Regions from separate parts of the Mus musculus genome. Here region 1 is linked to region 2. A link is a contact called in public HiChIP or PLAC-seq data. All regions are on one chromosome and are shown on one strand. Each heading gives the region's core, a stretch centred on a gene start, on an enhancer-like site or on the middle of the called end of the contact. The rest is flanking DNA. Distances are from core to core; before and after follow the strand shown.

The links. HiChIP or PLAC-seq counts read pairs in DNA pulled down with a chosen protein or histone mark.
Region 1: an H3K27ac HiChIP or PLAC-seq map of VIP interneurons shows a contact between it and region 2, with 8 times the contacts expected there. The contact joins two enhancer-like sites. A contact is called at or near these places in 1 of 15 datasets of contacts at CTCF or cohesin (stem cell-derived epiblast-like cells) and 2 of 115 datasets of contacts at active chromatin or transcription factors (VIP interneurons and embryonic basal ganglia).

Annotation. Positions count from the first base shown.
Region 1 is chr8:89,757,272-89,759,971 of GRCm38.p6, forward strand. No RefSeq gene overlaps it. Among named protein-coding and RNA genes, the nearest start is that of Gm24212, 91 kb to the left of the region's middle. Within about 2 kb of position 1,385, at least 5 of the 459 cell types and tissues checked have an H3K27ac peak or open chromatin away from gene starts, as enhancers often do. A contact at or near this core is called in VIP interneurons, where this site is marked.
Region 2 is chr8:88,781,780-88,784,521 of GRCm38.p6, forward strand. No RefSeq gene overlaps it. Among named protein-coding and RNA genes, the nearest start is that of Gm42034, 57 kb to the right of the region's middle. Within about 2 kb of position 1,347, at least 16 of the 459 cell types and tissues checked have an H3K27ac peak or open chromatin away from gene starts, as enhancers often do. A contact at or near this core is called in VIP interneurons, where this site is marked.

The DNA.
Region 1 (2,700 bases), core at 135-2,634, 980 kb after region 2:
CTAATTATGAGACCCGAGGCAAGTTACTTAGCCTCTTTTAAGTTCATCTTTCTTATTTTGTATATTGGGGGGGGTGGTGGAATACAAGCATTTACTGAGAATCTTTACAAGGATTAAGTATCACAGATGAATTGTTCAATATGTTGCTTTTGATTAGTACATGATCATTAAATGTAGCACTATTTTTCTTCTAATTGTTATGGTAATTATTTGCCAGGATCTACATTAGATTTAGGAACTAGAAGCCATTCATTGTATAGGTAAAGTATGATTTCTCATAACCAATGGTTTGGTTTGGTTTTGTTTTGCTTTGTTTTGTTTTGTTTTGTTTTATTCCCTAAATTGTGAGGCAAAGCAGGACGGACAGCGATCTCACTTGCAACTGATAGCTTTTGGGTCTTGAGCATTCCCAGTGCCTGGCTCAGTTGAGGAACGCCATGAACACACGGGGGACTTGATACAGAAGTGCAGCAGGGGATAGGATTCCAGGACAGTCTCCAACCTGAGACTGTGTGATGTAATGACACTGGCATATTGCAGTTGGGGACTCCGAGGTGCAACTTAAGTAAGTATTTCATTCTGGGTTGCACAGGTAGATACATCACGTAGGCACTTAAGCACGCTGGTTAAGTGGGGTGTGCTTGGGAGTGATTCAACCCAGAGGGGAAAAAAATGAAGCTGTTCTCCAAACTTAAGCAAGTCTGCTGAGGAAGGGCAAAGTCACGTATCAGCATAGGATGGAGAAACCATGGTCAGGAGCTAATAAAAACAGGGCCAGAGTAAAGAGGGAAGAGCTTGGGTGAACTTGGATAGAGGTGGGCATACAAGGACTACCCAATGATAAGTGGGCGATGAGTCTATTTAAAAGGTGCTGGGAAGAATGGAATAGTCCCAGTTGTAACAAGCCTGCCCAATCATCTCAGTATAACTCAGTTTCTCTACCTGTTCTTGATCTTAGCCAAATGTTGAGAAGCAATGATGTCTCTGTCTGAACAATGAAGCTACACTCCCCAGGACAGGTTGTTTAAATTTAAGCAGCAAAAATTGACACGAATCACTTGAGAGGTAAGCAAGCACCTTGTTTAAATGGCTTAGCTCAAGTGGCTCGTGTTAACTTTGTGTACACTGGGCTCTGCCTTGTACAGTTTGTAAAAGTCTTCTCTGCGGTAGGGGACCCTTAGGAGGAATCGCAAGGGGCCAGGGAATTTGAATGCTCTGCTTTGGGGATCTGGATTTTGTTCAAGTCATGGCTTATAGTAAGGCCCTACCACTTCAAAGAGGATAAGCACTCTGGTTCACAGCTTCTGGTCTATACAATGGAGCTAAGCGCTCAGTTGGCTCACAGGCTCTGGATGAACTCCCTCCGTGGCTGTTGAATGTCCAGCAAGGCGCTTCACCCAGACTCATGCTGGAGCGCTGACTGGCTGTCTGGATTGCTGAGAGAGCTGCCCTAGGCGCAGGAACGACTCCTCTTGGCCTGGCTCTGACTGCCTCCAGAGTCCCTGCTGCAGCCAAGTCAACGTTCTGTTCTTGTGCCAGAGCTGGCTACTTGTTATTTTGTTTTGTAGGGTATTTGTTTTCCAATATTGTTACTGAGTAGGAAAGCCCTATCAATGAGGTCTGCTGCTTTATGGGTTGCTAATTGCCGGGGCATAATTGTTGCGGCGTTGCTTGGTGTTTCTATAATTCCTGCAGCCAATCAAGGTGGCTGCTTCTCTAATTACAGCACAGCACATTCGCTGTCACCCACGTCCAAACACTCAATGTGATGTGTACTGGGGCGCTTTTCAGTGCTTGCACGGGAAGGAACTCAACTGGAGAGGAAAAGTCACACTGAAAAATGACTGGTAAAGTCATTTTCTAGTTCTGCATGGGTATACAAAGGGAATTCTGAATAATCATGGCATGGTTTATATATTATTAAAATAGTCTCTACAGTCAGTCTCAAATTTAACTCAAACTCTAAATGAAATGAATTGGTGTCTGTAATGATCAAAGTTCTAAGCTACCCCACCCCCAGAGCCAAGAAGCCTTTGCAGAATATTCTAGGCTGGGCTGTCTTCATTCTCCTTCTTCTAGCACTGAAAGCATTTCACTGTGATTACAAATTTTACGGTGCTCATAACTCATCTGTCTTTTCCCCCCAACAAGTCAGGAAGTCAAGATATTCATCCCACTGGGATCACCGTTAAGTTCTTTTGGGTTCAAAGTAGTGCTGTAAACAGCAGGTGAAAGAGTTATCAGTAATCAACCTGTGATTTTTATCTCATGACACAGTTCCCACTTTCTTAAAGAGTAAAATCCAAACTGGTGGCTTGCTCCTTGCCATCAAGGATCTTGATCTTGCATTGCTGATCTCCGGCCTCCCTTCTTCCCGCTTGCCCACCCGCTAGGCCACAGCCCTGTTGGGACTTCTATGTGGCAGCTGAAATTGCTCCCAAGTCCTTTTTTTCTTTGCACTTCTTTTTGCCCCCTGTCCTTTTAGGACTCCCTTTTGGCAGGGTCTGCATGACGAGCATGCCCAGAATGTCAGGATGTCATCCCCAAACTCTATGAAACCATTGCTTTATTCTAAACAGTCATGATCACAACCTAATGCTATCTTAACTTGTTCGTTGCAGCTTCTTTCATCATAAGATAACATCTATATTGACTCATTCAACCTGTTACATGCAACACTATATAATACCCATAACAAAG
Region 2 (2,742 bases), core at 97-2,596:
AGGAAATCAGGAAAGCGAGTTTTGCGGCTGTGTGAAGTGGCAGGAACTGAACAGTGAGTATCACAGTGGCTCTTGACTGGCCACGTCTGAGTTCTCTCTGCAGGGATATGCCACCATCAATGAGTTGCACGTGGCCCTTTACCCACATGGCTTCTGGGTGGAAGCACACAGCCCTTCACCCCCAGACTTCAGGGAACAGGTTCGAATAGGACTTTCTCTTCCCTTTCATGCAGTGTGATGGTCCCAGGCTGGAAAACTGTCGCAGACAGAGCTGCTGTCTCATCCTAACTATAGCCATGCTCACCCAAGAGTCTTAGATGTGTACGTTTGTTACCTGAACTAAATAAGCGAGCTCATGCACCATACAGGGGTAGTGCCGGCAGAGGTGTTTCTGATAGGTATTAATGCATTTTGCTAAATATTTATGTCTTCCTGCTTGGATGATTGATGATTGAATGTACCTTCAGCTCCCTGGAGACCCCCCAGCTTAAGGTGGGGCAGATAACTATTGAACCTGTTCCCCAAAACCTTATTGTAGAAATTGTAGTCACTTCCTCACTGGATTCTTTAGCTGCCAGAGGAAGATGTCCTCCAGTTGCCCTTCTCTCTGGCATAGTGACCTCCGACTTCTCAGGCTGTGGTTGCTTTCCATGCTTGTCAGTTCCTCCCCTGCTTCCAGCGTCAGCTTGCAGGAGCCGTGGCATCAGCAAAAAGTTGCTTTAAAGCACCCAGATGGGGACTTGTTATTGCAGCGGCGCCTGGCCCATCCTACCTAACGTGGCACTATGTGAGTTCAGACAGTATCATTATTAATGGCTGTCATTTCTTGTGCTCGTCTCACTCAGAAACTGTGTGTGAATGTTTCTGGGGATCATACGCAGGACCCGGCCCCACCCCGTACATGTTAAGCACGCCCTTCCAATGAACTACCCCCAGCCTCCCAGCCTGCATCCAAAGCCCACTTCTAGTGTCCTGAAGGTTCTCTAATGTATCTGGTGATTTGATAGGGCTCTGCCTCTCATTTCCCTCCCTTCTCCTGGCACGTGTTTCTGAATGGATGTGCGGGCGCTTATGCCTGTGTACTCCTGTGGAGGCCAGAGCAAGATGGATGCCTTCTTGGTTGCTCTGTACTTTAGTCTCTTGAGACAGTCCCTCACCAGATCAGGACCTGATTGCCTTTGGGTTAGGCTGGCAGCTAACAGGCCCCAGAGATCAGCTTCCTGTCTCTATCCTCCATTGCCATCGCGGGGCCGGGCACAGGTTTGCATGAGCAGGACTCACGTAATGCTTCCTATGGGCCTGGGGATCCAAACTCAGGCCCTGATGATTACACAGCACTCTTTCCTGCTTTCTCCGGCCTGGGCCTTCTGCAGACAGCTTCTGGGACAGCTGCAGAGTTGATGCTGGCTCGATCAATGGTCGTTTAGTGCCACTGGAGAAATTCGAGTTGTGAGTGTCCTTAAGTGGTTTGCGTTTGATTTCAGCATTTGTAATTGCACAAACAATATTGTAGCAACAACCATAAAAATAGAGGCAGAAAAAAAAACCCTCCAGCTAATTACACTCCCTCTAAAATTAAGGCCATGTCCACACTCTCTGCATCTGTCTCCATGAGCGGGGTGGGGGTGGGATGGGAGGGGTGGGGGTGGGGTGGGAGGGGTGGGGGGCTTAGCAAGCAGCTTCCAACCAATGTTTTATATTGTTATTTTCTCCGCTTAAAATGCTCTCAGGAGGACCCATTTCTATTAAATATATAAGACCTTTGCTTTAGAGGCAGTGTATACTTCAGCTCATGGCTCTACGTTTATACATTAGAATGTGTTTGTTATTTTGGTTAAAACAGTTACAGACATCTTTGTTCATGGGGGGTGTCCTCTCTTTTTACTCTTACCACATGCGGTAGGGAAGGCTCTCAGACTCTCAGGTGCCCCAGTAGGAAAACAGCATTCTGACCTATTTGTCACCCTTCCCCTATGATGTCTGCGGACAGTGAAGAGAATACCACTATGGTGGTTTGAATGAGATGGCCCACAAAAGTCTCAGGCATTTGAATACTTGGTTCCCAGTTGGTGGTTGTTTGGGGTAGCTTAGGAGGTGTGGCCTTGATGGAGGAAGTATGTCATTGGGGGTGGCAGGTTTTGAGGTTTCAAAAGACTTGTGCCATTTTGAGCTAGCTTTCTCTGCTTCCTGTCTGAGACTCTAAATGTGAGCTCTCAGCTGTTGCTCCAGCTGCCTGCCTCCTGCTACCTCCACTTCCTCACCATGGACCCTAACCCTCAGGAACCATAATAAACCCTTCCTTCTATAAACTGCCATGGTCATGGGGTTTTTGCCACAGTGATAGAAAAGTAAATAAGACTGTCAGGTAAATGGCAGCTTCGGTGGCTGTCTCAGTTAGGGCTACCATTGTTGTGATAAATACTGTGGCCAAAAGCAATTTGGAGAGGAAAGGGTTTATTTGACTTACACTTCCATATCACAGCCCATCATTGAAGGAAGTCAGGACAGGAATCACACAGGGTAGAAACTCAAGGCAGGAGCTGATGCAGAGGCCATGGAGGGATGCTGTATACTGGCTTGCCCAGCCTTCTTTCCTCCAGCACCCAGACTATCAGCTGGGGGTGGCACCACCCACAAATGGGCTAGCTCTTTCCACATCAGTGAAGAAAATGCCTTCTTGCTGGCTTGGTCCCAGGAAGTGTAGGCATTTTCTCAATGAAGACTCCTTATTCTTAGATATGT